2 separate regions of the Zea mays genome follow, and region 1 is linked to region 2. The links are chromatin contacts, called in public Hi-C maps. All regions are on one chromosome and are shown on one strand. Each heading gives the region's core, a stretch centred on a gene start, on an enhancer-like site or on the middle of the called end of the contact. The rest is flanking DNA. Distances are from core to core; before and after follow the strand shown.

Region 1 (2,700 bases), core at 103-2,602, 190 kb before region 2:
CTAACAGTACTTGTATTGGCAACCTTTCACGACTCATGCATATCCAAGAAAACTTCTTAGTCGGTCACCCGTCCTAAAATCTCCGTAGGGCTCATGTGCACCCATCATAAATTGTTCTAAGCAAAACACGTTTAAATCAAAGTTTTTTTTTGAGATAAGCTCTGAAAATAAGATGCACCTTGAGTATTCTATCAATCCTAACCCCATCCTAAAAATCTCTCTACGACCCAAGCACACCCGGTCGATCACTCATCATAAAATTGTTCTAAGCCAAGTATGCTTAAGCCAATGATTTTCTTTAGACATACTTCCGAAAAGAAGATGCACCCTGTTGCTATCATTATTCTATGAATCCAATTAAGCCTTACCAGGATATCAAAATCTATCCCCTTATAACACTGATGTCCTCGTCAGTTAACCCTAAGCTAGAAACCCCCTTTTGGCCACGTCTGGGTGCAAAGTTAGTGACCGTCAACTATAGACGGCTGCTGACGCCCATTTGCCGAGTGCCGAGTGTCACGTTTCGCCGAGAGCTTGACACTCGGCAAAGTCATATTAACCGAGTGTCTTTTTATGTAGAGTATTTTGTTCTCGGCAAACTAGATTTATGCCGAGAGTCTTAATTCATCGAGAGTGGCATCGAGTGCCTGATAAATCGTACTAGGCAAAGCGACGAGGACTCGTCAAAGAGCCAAATTGCGGTAGTGATTACTCTATAAAAGCTAGTGGTCGACAAAAGTTACTGTTGTGAGACAGAAACATGATGACGTCTTTATAGAGACGCTAACCATATCAAGTAATAGAAAACGTCTGCTAGCTGCTGCATACACCGACTGGACTTCGATCTGCCTGCTGCATCCCATCCGCCTCGTGCGAGAAGACAGAGAAGACCGACGCCTACCGACTTCCCGTCACGCCCCGTGCACGTTACCTACCTGAGCTGTGGCCTGCGAGGGCGTATGAGCCGCGAGAAGACGCCTACCAACTTCCCGTCACGCCCCGTCCACGTTACCTACCTGAGCTGTGGGCAGTAGTGGCCTGTGTGGGACGTATGAGCTGCGAGAAGACGCCTACTTGTTTCCCGTCACTCCCCGTCCACGTTAGCTGCCTGAGTCGTGGGGCGTGTGAGCTCCGGACCGGGCACCCGCACGACCGCGACTCCGGCAGCGAGAGCACAGAAGACGACGGCAAGACTGAGCAACGGGCCAACGGCGCGTGCTGGACGCGGACGGACGGAACATACGGTTGCGTCCACGCGCCAAAAGTGGTTTGGCTGTCTCCAACTGGAGCCTATATCAACAACAGGAGACTACATGTTTTTTGATTACATAGATTATATGTAATATTTTTTCGTTTATAGTCTCTAATAGTATCTTTTTAAATATTGTTCTAAATACAGTACAGTGTACACTCTTTCGTCCTCATATATAGAGTTTCTTTTCTTGTTATCTATTTTTTATAATCTAGATAATATATTACATAAAAAATATTTGAGAGTATGACGTGTTTATAAAAATTTAGAGTAAAACATATTTTTAATATAAATATTTCATATGTAGAACATTGTTGGAAAATAATATTTTTTAAAAAGAAACTGTAAAAGAAACAGAGGAAACAGAATAGGCATTGCCCGGGCCGCGTTTATAAGTCGCCAGACCCTCCCTCCCCGATCTCGCACTCTCCTCCCCCGCTCTCGACTTCCCACATCCCCTGCGGCCCCGCCCCCCGACTCTTCTCGTCGCGGCGCGCCCAATCGGCTCGGTGGCAGGCTAGTGCACCGGCTCGGCTCGGGTCCGGTTCTACCGCCAACGCGGGCCGCGGCGCTCCCGGATCTCGGTCTAGTAAGTCCCTGCCCTCGAATTTGATCATGCGAAATCTCATATTGTTTCCTGGGGCGGTTCTCCTCTGTTGGCTCCTCGTGGTGGCGAGCGCGGTAGATCTGATCCTCGCGTCTCTCTCCGACCATCTGCCGTCGCGTTGGTGGGTGGGTTACGTCATACGTGGGTACGCAGCGTGATCTGGCATTCCCTGCTTCAAAAGGGATGGCCTGGTCCTGGTTGCCGCGTGATTTGGCCCTCTAGATTCGTGGATCACGAGGATTATGGGCGGCCACCTTTTGGTGATTGCTTGGGCTAGGACATTGGCTGCCTTACCGTTTTAGCGATATCCTAGCAGGAGTAGTTAGTAGTTGATTTAATGATCCTCACTGGCCTAATTAATTGCGCTCGTAACATACAAAACTCAAGTTGGTAATCACCGGCAACAGTGCGTCATGGAGAGTTTGCCTGTTCTAAGCATAAATGTTACGATTGAGTCATTTCAATTTCAGATTACATTCGAGACGAGTACTGGAATTTTTTTCATACTAAATTGTTTCCATATTTTCTACTCATTGTTTGTCAATGAAATAGTATTTGCTATGGAAGGCAACCGGATCTCTGCTTTTACTTTCCTGTCATTACACTTCCTCAACTTTAGAGGATGGGCAATCAATCTGAGAGTACTCCTAACCCCGTTGTGTTTTTTTTTGGAACACATTAACAGGTCAGAGAGTTAGCAGACAAAGATGGCGACTTATGAGCCCAAGAACATTCTCATAACTGGTGCTGCTGGTTTCATTGCATCGCATGTCGCCAACCGTCTGGTCAGGAACTATCCCCAATACAAGATCGTTGTCCTTGACAAGATTGACTACTGCTC
Region 2 (2,774 bases), core at 121-2,620:
ACGTTCTCTAAATTCGATCCTCTATATCTACAGTGTTGATAGAATTTATAAACTATCATATTTATTCTATCTTTTGCATGTAATTTGAATTTGTCCTAATGTACTTAATTAAAAAAACTAATTAACATTTTGTGCTACGTCACTTTTTTAGCATATATATTAATTAAAAAACTAATAACGAGCTGTATGTTCATGTTTTTTTGGCTGTTTTCGGTTGCTTGTCCTCCACCTAGCCTTTTTCTTTGGCCGAACACGCTACGCCTACAACACCAGACCAAGCTGTCGCTCCTCGATTCCATTCATGGCCGCCGTCGCCGCTCCTCAGATCTCTGTCCATGGCTAGCGCCACCTCCACTCGGTCGTCTGCTACAAACATCGCTGCCTCTCTTCCCAACAACGATTGCTTTCTCCAACCAAGCCCAAGAAATCGATGCTCGCGTTTGGCCGGATGAAGCGACTCCGTGCGCTGCTGGTCGACGGCGGCGTGCTCCACGGTCATCGCCGCTGCCGCCGCCACCTCCCAAGTCCGTGCTCGATTTCACAGGAAGGACAGATAGCGGACGCACAATGAATCGCTGAGAATAGCGTGTACGAACATCGTCCGGTACTTTAGCGACTGGTTTAGCGTTCGTTGCTGAAGGATGTAGCGGACGCTTGGATCGCTAAATTTAGCGTACAGGAGTGTATAGAGTTTGTTGTTAGAGACAGCCTAAAGCCTCTTGTACTCTAAATATAGATGACCAAACGGTTCTCTACGCTCTCCAGTAGCGTCCTCTAAACGGTCCTCTAAATTTAGAGGACGCTGCTGAATTCTCTATATATAGAGTTTCTCTAAACGGTCATCTATCCATTTGAATACTTTAAATAAACGGTTTAACAAAACTAAAACATGTACAATACATTTAAGAGTATGACAAATACGTATGTACAAAAATAAAAAAAAATGTCTCTAATATAGGTATTTACGTATAGAGAACATAATTTAGAGGACATTGTTGAAGAGTAAGAAGATATAGAGGATAAAATCTTTTAGATGATACTGTAAAGTACGGATATAGAGAATAAATATAGAGGACATTACTGGACGGTCCATGCCTGACCCATCTAACCCTGTTCGCTTGGTTTTAAAATTTTAAACTATACAGAATTTTTATGTTTCTTGTTTGTCTCTATACTGCAACACAGTCCAAACAACCGGGTTTTAGTCTGACGGGATTCAATGATCCAATCTCCGCCGTCCGTCCTCTCGCGGCGGCCCAAATCCAACGCCTGCAGCTCGCGCCAAGTCATTGATCCGCGTCCACCCATCTCCACCAATCTCCTTCCATCATGCCCTTCTACAAAAGCTACCACCCCCTTTTTGCACACCAAGAAAAGCCTCCATTCCCGAGTCTCCAGCCAACCGCATCCAGTCCACCCCCATCCCCCTCGACCCCGACAAACCCGACCCGATGGCGCCCAAGGCCGAGAAGAAGCCAGCGGAGAAGAAGCCGGCGGCCGAGGAGAAGGCGGAGAAGACGACCGCAGGTAAGAAGCCCAAGTCCGAGAAGCGCCTGCCGGCCTCGAAGTCCTCCGGCAAGGAGGGCGGCGAGAAGAAGGGGAAGAAGAAGGCCAAGAAGAGCGTGGAGACCTACAAAATCTACATCTTCAAGGTCCTGAAGCAGGTGCACCCCGACATCGGCATCTCCTCCAAGGCCATGTCCATCATGAACTCCTTCATCAACGACATATTCGAGAAGCTCGCCGGCGAGGCCGCCAAGCTCGCGCGGTACAACAAGAAGCCCACCATCACCTCCCGCGAGATCCAGACCTCCGTGCGCCTCGTCCTCCCAGGAGAGCTCGCCAAACATGCCGTCTCCGAGGGAACCAAGGCCGTCACCAAGTTCACCAGCAATTGAGCAGCCTGCAGCGTCCACGGATTTGTTAGGTCTCCCCTTCTTACAAGGGTTCTTCGTCGTGTCCTCTACCCCTCCCCGCCTATGTATGTGCTGTGAAATCGTTGATGTTCTCGTCGGGTGAACAAAGGCCAGTAGCTAGCTTGCCTGCTTCATAAATCGTGCCGGATTGTAATGGGCCTCTTAGATTTGACGCCCCTATTTTGGAATATAGTTGTATCGGTGCCTTCCCTGCTTGCTAATTTTCTTCTGCCCTGGTAATTTGGGATCTAAGATTTTGACCGGGCAGTGGAGAACCGATGAAGATACAGGGTCATGAGGTCGAAAGCTCATGGGTTTGTTTCAGTCTCAGGTTCTTCGGCATGGATATATTTATGAGCGGTAACTATGTATTGCAGCCATATGGTTCACCATGTGATGAAATGATGATTCCATTTGCGCCACAACTTGTGAATGCGTGATCAAATAATCTTTGCTGGTGAGAATGTGGGTTTCAGGGTTTGCAAAACGTATCTGGTGCCAACACATAGCGACAACGATGATTTTTATGAGTGTTTGCAAAAAGGTTCTCCATTTTTGTTACCCTGATTGCTTCCTGGTTCCTCCATAGGTACTTTACTTGGCCATAACAAATGCTGATGAATTTGGTATATTCTGCGTTGAAGCAGCATTCTCAGCAGCTACGGCACTTCAGTGCCTTCATCTTGGTGGAATGTGTGGTAGGCTGGCATCTTCACCTCCTGAATGTCTGGTCAATTGTGTTTTGTAGATGATTCTCATTGGTTAATATTTACCTCAATAACACCCAATAAATCGAAAGCTGCTGTGACGTTTCCAATGTATCCTTTTTGGCAACTTTTTTGTGAACTTTCTACTATA

What was found. A called contact is a pair of places that touch in the nucleus more often than the background predicts.
Region 1: a contact with region 2 is called in a Hi-C map of tassel, with 2.5 times the contacts expected there. The contact joins the promoter of LOC100285088 here to the promoter of LOC103639304 in region 2. A contact is called at or near these places in 4 of 25 Hi-C or Micro-C datasets (bundle sheath, ear, leaf and 1 more).

Annotation. Positions count from the first base shown.
Region 1 is chr9:145,469,016-145,471,715 of Zm-B73-REFERENCE-NAM-5.0, reverse strand. LOC100285088 (RHM1) reads left to right here and starts at 1,352. Exons shown (of 3, transcript NM_001157983.2): 1 at 1,352-1,841; 2 at 2,545-2,700. The coding sequence starts at 2,567.
Region 2 is chr9:145,276,451-145,279,224 of Zm-B73-REFERENCE-NAM-5.0, reverse strand. LOC103639304 (histone H2B.1-like) reads left to right here and starts at 1,370. Exons shown (of 1, transcript NM_001301449.1): 1 at 1,370-2,137. The coding sequence starts at 1,452. The coding sequence ends at 1,898.